Linked DNA regions of Mus musculus: regions 1 and 3 are each linked to region 2. The links are chromatin contacts, called in public Hi-C maps. All regions are on one chromosome and are shown on one strand. The core of a region is the stretch at or near the end of the contact, and the rest is flanking DNA. Distances in the headings are between cores, read along the strand shown.

The links. A called contact is a pair of places that touch in the nucleus more often than the background predicts.
Region 1: a Hi-C map of myocytes shows a contact between it and region 2, with 5 times the contacts expected there. The contact joins two enhancer-like sites.
Region 3: a Hi-C map of muscle stem cells shows a contact between it and region 2, with 1.9 times the contacts expected there. The contact joins two enhancer-like sites. A contact is called at or near these places in 1 of 484 Hi-C or Micro-C datasets (muscle stem cells) and 1 of 9 other capture datasets (liver).

Annotation. Positions count from the first base shown.
Region 1 is chr16:24,173,341-24,176,040 of GRCm38.p6, reverse strand. No RefSeq gene overlaps it. Among named protein-coding and RNA genes, the nearest start is that of Gm32126, 15 kb to the right of the region's middle. Within about 2 kb of position 1,255, at least 32 of the 459 cell types and tissues checked have an H3K27ac peak or open chromatin away from gene starts, as enhancers often do. A contact at or near this core is called in myocytes, where this site is marked.
Region 2 is chr16:24,560,490-24,563,332 of GRCm38.p6, reverse strand. All of the region lies in intron 4 of Lpp (LIM domain containing preferred translocation partner in lipoma), which reads right to left. Among named protein-coding and RNA genes, the nearest start is that of Gm24440, 160 kb to the right of the region's middle. Within about 2 kb of position 1,487, at least 13 of the 459 cell types and tissues checked have an H3K27ac peak or open chromatin away from gene starts, as enhancers often do. A contact at or near this core is called in muscle stem cells and myocytes, where this site is marked.
Region 3 is chr16:24,829,851-24,832,550 of GRCm38.p6, reverse strand. The region is part of intron 8 of Lpp (LIM domain containing preferred translocation partner in lipoma); the gene reads right to left. Among named protein-coding and RNA genes, the nearest start is that of Mir28a, 3.3 kb to the right of the region's middle. Within about 2 kb of position 1,415, at least 7 of the 459 cell types and tissues checked have an H3K27ac peak or open chromatin away from gene starts, as enhancers often do. A contact at or near this core is called in muscle stem cells, where this site is marked.

The DNA of each region.
Region 1 (2,700 bases), core at 6-2,505, 390 kb after region 2:
CTGGGGAGACTAAGCATCCCTAGCCTAGGGGATGCTCCTGGCCCAGCCTTCCAGTAGTCACCTTATAGGGAGCATTCTTGGCTTCTGTTGTACAGAGGGGGAAACTGAGGTTTTGGGAAGCTACGGCACTTAAGTCTGGGATGGAGTAGGACCAGAGGGCTGTGGAAGTATTGAGAGGCCCACTAAAGCTGGTCTGGCCCTGGCTTGAGCTCCAGTCTCGTTTCCCTTGTGTCTTGCCCTCTGCCCATATCATTGGCCTGGCTTACTGTTCTAGATGCTCTTGCTGCGTGCACATAATCTCTTTTTCTCTTCGCTAAGTTCTAAACTCTAGACAGGAGCCTTTAATTCCGTCTTGCGACCCAAGTTGCCCTCCCTCGATTGGAGTTGATAATATGCTCCATTGCTACTTGCTTACCTTCAAAGCTTTGAAGGCAAGGGAGTGGCCCAGCCTCTTGGAACCCCACAGAGTGTTGTCCTTGAGAAATGCTTGTGGAATGGTGAGTTAACCAGCAGACTAAAACATTCAAGCTCGTGGCTGAGGCAGAGTTTGCTCCTAGACTCCTGGGAGGGAGAAAGGCATCTGTTGTTCAACAGTCGTGGTCTTGAGGAGGAACGGGAACAGCACCAGCTGTTTATGGGAACTTCTGTGATTAGAGCAGTCTGAGGAGGCAAGAGTTCAAGACACCTGTGTTGTCCAGGTTAACACTTTAGGTTTTCCTCTCCCCTCCTCCCTTTTCCTGTGAATAGAAGTATCCTAACTTATCATTTAGTTGTGAAGAGGACGACATAAGTAGGTTTCTGTAAGGTGTGTCTAGGAGGATTGACACCTACAAAGCCTTTGATAAAGGATAGTCACTAGCTAGTACACAGGACCATTTCTTCTCCTTGGAGCCAACTAGCACCTAAGGACAAAAAAAAAAAAAAAAAAAAAAAAAGGAGTATGGTAGGAAGCCCCCGATTTGGACCCTGAACTGTCTTCTCAGTGCATGAGTGCTGTACATTTTAGGGAGGGTTATCCAGGATTCCAAATGATGGTTTTTAAAAATGGTGTCTGATCTAGCCCGAGGCTAAGTCATTCGTCCCTTCCAATTATGTAAGTATTCAGCAGCAATTCAGGAGTCAAGTGAGTCTAGTCCTTGGGCCACAGACTCTGTTCTTGTGACCTTCCTTTTAGAAAGCCACAGGTGTAGGGGTGGTGAAAAACAGAGGCTGGGAGGCTGGGATCCTCCCAACTTGGATTTATCCTCTGACTCACTCTGTGATCATGGGCCATTTGCTCCCTGTGGGAACCAGTCACATGAGCAGAACAGGCTAGTGCTCAGGCTGTTGTGGAACCAAGGGTGCACCACAGTCTGCACTCTCCAGATAGTAGGTTCTCTCTCTTTCTCTTTTCCCCTCTCCGTCCCTCCCTTCTTCCCTCTTTCCTCTCCTCCCTCCCCCTCTTCCCTCCCTCTGCCTCTCTCCCTCTGCCTCTCCCTCTCCCTCTCCATCTCTCTCATCTCCATACCTGCCTGTTCTGGAGAGAGGGGTAGGAGGAAGCAGCTGAGACAGAACATGGTAATTTCTGTCTTTCCTAGCTTGAAAACAGCCCAGGAAAATACATAAGGCATATGTCATAATTGTCATCTTACAAAGGTAAAAACTGATGCTCAGAGAGACCGAGAGGCCCAAGGTCCCCTTGCTCAGTGAAGACCGCACTTTTACTTTCTCTATTCTGAATTTCTTAGCCAGTGATTCTTAGGACTAGTGGTGGCTGTGGCTGAGTGGGTTCCTTCACCAAAACGAGGTCCTTTACTCCTCCTGATCTGGTTCCCTTGTCCCTCTTGTCCCCATTCGAATCCTCTAAGAGTAGATGTGATGGGCTACAACTGGGACTAGTCCACTGAACAGACCTGGAAAGAGGGTGATTTCCCCATTGCCATCCTGTGCTCAAACTGTCTTCAGGTCCTCATGTAGCATCTTATGAGCAAGCCTTCATGTAAGAACCTGGGGGACTTCAAGCTACTGTTCTCCTGGGACTCTAATGCAGAGTACTGGCAAGGTAGACAGTGGCAGGAGCAACTGAGGCCAAGTGTGACAATGAGACTCCTGAGCTGCATGGTTGACCTGCTTGGAGGGGTTGAAGACAAGTAATTGGGCAGAAAGTCATGCACCTGGAAGATCAAAAGATAAGCTTTCTAAGAGGCGGGCAGGTGGGCAGGGAACAGTGTGAGTCAAGAAGTTGGAAGAATCCAGGCAACTCTGTTGAAACCTTTCTCGTTTCTTCTGTCTCTGCCTATAGTGTTCGCTGCCCCCGCCCTCTCAAGTCTCCAAAGGCTCCCAACTGGTCTCCCCACTCGGCTCCATACACCCCTACCTGGATCTCCACCTTCCTGTTCAGTCCTCTCCCTCTTGCTCCGGTTTGAGCACGCAGTGCTGCACGCCAGCCAGGTGAAGCTACTCAGTCTTCCTGCTCCTGTACTTTTCCACTGTTCACTTTCTCTTGTGTTCTGTGCCTGTGCACCATTCCTAGTTCTGCAAGTGCAAGCCCAGCTTCAGACTTTCAGTCTACTCCAAATGGACCTCCCTTAATCCTACCTCGGTATATATGGGGATGTCTGGTCTGATCTCCTATTTTTTTTGGGGGGGGTGGGTATTTGCAGCCATTTGAGTGTTAGCTACTTCTCTTCCAGTTTTACCTCCTGGAGAGACTGGAATCAT
Region 2 (2,843 bases), core at 238-2,737:
ACTAATATACACACACTAAATACATACATACATACATACATACATACATACATACATACATACATACAAACAAATAAATAAGCAAGCAGCCAAACACAATTTGGTCTACCATTGGCACTAACACCTGGAACCAATTAGATTTCCTCCACGATCTCAAAATTTCCCAACTCTCAAGTTAGAAATGTTGGGTAGATTAACTCGTAAGATATTTCGAAGATTCTATGCCCCAGTACAGGGGAATGGCAGGGCCAAGAAGCAGGAGTGGGTGAGTTGGGGAGCAGGGCTGGGGTGGGAGGAGGGTATAGGCGACTTTTGTAGAGGAAACCAGTAAAGGGATGCATTTGAAATGTAAATGAAGAAAATATCTAATAAAAAAATTCCCTCTGGTTTTAAAAGACATTCTGACTTGTTTGTACCAATAAGACTGATTATTCACACTGGATAAATCAAATAACAGAAGAGAAATTTGCCTTTACTTAATGGTATTAATAATGAGTAAGTTTCTCAGTTACTCTAAAATGAGACATAAGATAGCATTATCACATAGCCTTTCTCAACCTGTGGGTCGCACCCTGTTTGGCAACCATTTATCTCTAAAAATATTTACATTGGGATTCAGAACAGTAGCAAAATTACAGTTAGGAAGAAACAATGAAAATAATTTTATAGTTGAGGGTCACCACAGCATGAGGACTGTATTAAAAGGCTGCAGCTTTTGGAAGGGTAAGAACTACTGCCCTAGAGGAAGACTGACTCCCTTCCTGTCTAACCTGAAACGGCATGTTGCTGAAGCGAGCAACAGTCAAGAGTCTAATATACAATTACAGCATACATATACTCTAAAGCCCAATCAGCAACTGTTCTCTGTTAGATCAAAGAATCAAGAGCTAAACAGAATACCAATTTTCCACACAAGGCTCTGTGATGAAGTCAAAGGATTTTGGAAACATGGCAGAAGAGGAAGATAATATTCTAGTTACTAGACCATTCAGCATGACAAAACACGATCAACTGGGACACCTTTGTCTATTGATAAGCAGGTGATAAGATGACCTCAGAGAGGGAGGATGCGCTGCCCAAGGTCATATCAGGACTGAGGATATTCTCGCTGCTTCTAGCCCACAGGACACACAGAGCTCACTGCTTCACTCTGCAAAGCAATGTGAACCTAATCTACCCAAGTAACAAAGAATAAGTGCACGCAAGATTACAGCTACTATCTTCACAAAAAAAAAAAAAAAAAAAGAAAAGAAAAGAACAAAACGAGTGGCTGATTAATCTTATTCAAGGCAATTTCCCAAAAATGAAAATTAACATTTCATAGGGCAATATAAATAAGTCCATGAGAATTAATTATGTATTATTCCTCTAACGAGTCATGTAGAAAATGGAGATAGCCAATGGTCTGCAGGAGGCCAGAGTAGCTCTTGTAGTACAGAGACCAACTATTTGGAAATGATACCTCATGCTCTTTAAGAGTAAACAGGGTGTATGATTTCAAACCCCGTGAAGTGCAGCTTTAAATAGATTTGGTTTGGAAATGGGACAAGGAACACACCACAGTGATGGGCCAAGATCAAAAGCAGAGGGAAAACAATGATTACACTCATTGATATCTGCTGACACGTTCACTGTCAAGTCTAATTATGGACTGACTGTTGTTCGGTATCATTCCCACTAATACCCATTTTTACCACAAGACTGTTGTACATGTTTATGTCATGCTCCCAGAACACTTAGTCCTCCATCTTTCAAAGGTTGAAACCATTCTATCCTTCAGTTCACACCAGTTTATAAATCCAAAAGACAGGGATTACATTGCTCGACAGATGACTGACAAACCAATACAGAGACAGAAAAACTGACTGACAGACAGGCAGGCGGGCAGGGAGGCAGACAGACAGACAGATGAGGTAGGTAGATGTCAGTAGATAGATGGAGAGATAGGCAGATAGGTAAATAAGTAGGTAGGGAAAGAGAGAAAGAGAGAGATGCTTGATTTCCCATTTTAAAGAACAGTCACTGTAACTTTTCAAGGTTTAATTAAAATATCTCTTTGTCTTGAGATGGATTTCGGTAGGAAAGTGAATACAGTTAACTAGATGATCCTCAAAACTTGCTGTATCAGCATTTAATAAATGGAAGCTAAGGAAATAGGTACGTGATAGGTGAAGGCCTTGGAGGAGCAGCTCTCTAGATCTCTGAAGTAGAAAATTCAGGCAGTTTCACTTTTTAAATCCCCTCTGGGTTTAGCACTCTGAGCTGTCCTAGCTGGTGAAATGGTTCACCCTGGATTAGTCAAAGGACAGAAGAGGGTTCTACTTCTTTGTTAGGATGTTGATAGTGGATGAGTTGACCAGGTCCCCTGAAAGTTAGTGCTATATCAGTGTCAGAGAATGGGGGGATATTGTCTCCCTTCCTTTCTGACTTAAAGGTACATGTCATAGGGACAATCAAAAACTAAAACAAGAGATGCCTTCAAGAAGTTTTCATTGGACATATTTGTCCATGAAAATGACATGTTAAAAACAAGTTTTTGTGGAGACATTGTGTATAACACAGTAAGACTAAAAGATATATATACATATATATGTATGTATATATGTATGTCATATATTTCTGAATACACATTTCTTTACAGCATTTCCTTCAATAGAACTAAAAAAAATCCAACTAGACTCACAACTGTGTTAATTCTAGAAATTTCTCAATTCCTGTCACCCACCTGCTTCACATTTACTCTATTTGATAAATATTAGCTTTAAATATCATATTAGACTAAAACTATAATTTCTATTTGATTATAAATTGGTAATTTCTGTGATTACGGGGCAGTAGCAACC
Region 3 (2,700 bases), core at 166-2,665, 270 kb before region 2:
CAGGTAGCTGTGCGCTGCCGTGTGTGGGTGCGAGGCAGTGAACTCAGGTTCTCTGTTAAAGTGGCGTGCATGCTCACTATGGAGCACGTGTGTCTCCAGCCCTGGAATAATATCACTGGTGCTGTTTTGGCCTTCAGCTTTCTTACTCCATGCTTGCCATTTTCCATGAGAAGTATTTTGATACTTCACAAATGAGCAACTGGGAAATAATGAAGGCAAGGTGTTCAAGATCACAGAACTGGGATAAGGAGGAAACAGGATCTATAATAAAATGCAGTGGTTGTAGAAATTTTCACCCCTAGAGACAGGGAAGGTAGCCCAGGGCAGCAGTGTAATCAGAATGACATCTATTCGCTGTAACAATCCTACGGCTACAAATGTAGCATCACATGAACAACATGGAGCTCTGGAGGTTTTCTGAGCCTCATCACTCCATTCTGAGTAGGGGGTAGAATCCATGTTGTCCCAGGCTCTATTCTTTTTTTTTTTTTTAAAGATTTATTTATTTATTTATTTATTATATGTAAGTACACTGTAGCTGTCTTCAGACGCACCAGAAGAGGGCATCAGATCTCATTACGAGTGGTTGTGAGCCACCATGTGGTTGCTGGGATTTGAACTTTGGACCTTCGGAAGAGCAGTCGGGTGCTCTTACCCACTGAGCCATCTCACCAGGCCCCCAGGCTCTATTCTTTTTCTGAGTTACAAGTAGTTCAGCCACCGCCCCAGGTCATTCAACATTTTCACGCTTCAAGACGAGGCTTCTTAACTATCCACAGAGGCTTTTGAGATGAGCAGGAAACAAGAAATGTGGAGAGCACACTGCTTTCATTTGGCACAATTATAATTACAGCAAGATGATTGTAAATAACACAATCATTATGAGAGTATTAACCAAATGCATAGCAGGTGATTTACTGAAGAGACTAATGAGATATGGGCCCTGTTCTCATAGAGAAAAAAAAAAAAAAAGGAAAAGAAAATAAAATGAGAGAAAAGTCTACAAAGCCAAAGCAAACTGTACTGAAGTGTTACACTTCTTCATAGCAAAAGGGGTGTTGCAGTTGGGGTCATGGGGAGACACTCATAAGAGAAAGTAACATCTGAACTGCGTCCTGGAGACAGGTGGACGTGGGACACCTGGGCATGTAGACACATGGCATCTCAGGTGAAGACCCAAGGAGAAAAAGCAGGTGCATCAGGCTGGCAGCCTAATTGCTTCAGGTCAGCGCAGGGTCAGGTCCCTCAGTGTCTCTGTGCTCATTGTTTGCTCTACTGTCCACTCCGAGTAGGAAGCCAGCAGGGTGTTTTAGTGAAGGGGTGGAAAGTGTCTGCTGATAGCATCAACCCACAGGAGGCTGCTGAGTGAGCTGTCTGCAGATCACCTCAGGACCGTGGCACAGCAGGCCAGCTGTTCCAGACGAGGCCAAACATTACTCACCGAAATGCACGCTCTTGCTGCTGATTTTTTAAAGTGATTACTTTAATGAGAGGCTGGAGAAAAATGAGCATGCCAAGAACTCAGCATGCAGGGGGAAGGTTGGGGTGGAGAAATCTGGGTGCCCCAGGACTGCACTGAGATGGTCATGCTTCCACGGGGGAAGGGGGAGAGTGTAATAACGGAATCTGGGTTAGTTTTATCTTCTCCTTTGGCAGTTTTCATAGAGTCGTGAAAGTATTTTTATGTCCTGACTTTAGATAAGTGCTTATCTAAAAGCTAGCTGAAACACTCTCCATCCACTGCCTAGGCACCTACTTTCCAGTTTAGGAGGCATCTTCATATAATACCAACACTGTTATACAGACAGACTGAAAGAATTCAATACCCACTGCCTCTAAAACTTGTTCTACAATTATATGTAGTGACCAAGAGTCAGGGATTTCTTTCCCCCTCTTCCTCTTCTCTTAACAAGGAAATTATAGAAATATATAAATTAAGGACACAGCAGCCTGACCAGTAAGAACTCTAGATTTTTCTCCATAAAGTTTCCAAATGCTATTAGACGGTGGTTTTGCTTCTCGAGGTCCTGTTTCCCTGTGTTTAATGTTCATCTGCTTCACACACTTGTTTTTTTCTTTTTCAACAAACTATGGAGCAGAAGCAACATCAGGCAAGCAGATAAGATGCACAACAAGGACCTACAAACCACTACCACCCATCCCTGGCATTCTTCAACATGGCAGTTAATTGTTTTAAGACTTACTTATTTTATGTGTATGAGTGTCTTGCCTGCATGTATGTATGTGTACCATGTTCATGCCTGATGCTCGTGGGTGTCAGAAGAAGTTATTAGATCTCCTGTTACTGAAGTTATGGATGGGTGTGGGCCACCACGTGGGTGCTGGAAATTGAACGAGGATCCTCTGGAAGAGCTTAAGAGTTAAGTGCTCTTAACTGCTGAGCCATCTACCCAAAACCATAACAGCTAAAATTTGCTAAGGCAAGGTCTACTCTAAATACTTGCAATGCATCCGTTTTCCCTGCTTAGGTATTTCCCCTTTGCCCTCATTCAGCAATGGGGACAGAAAGCACCAAGGTATAAGCAGAAAATGCTAGCTACTACAGCCAAGAAAGATCCTATCCTTAGTCTCTTGCCATTGCACAACCGGGGAAACTTAAAAGTGTGTCACTGCTGGTATATTTTCCCTCCTCTCTTTCCAAGCTCCAGGTCATGGTGTTATAGTCTATGCATAACTAAA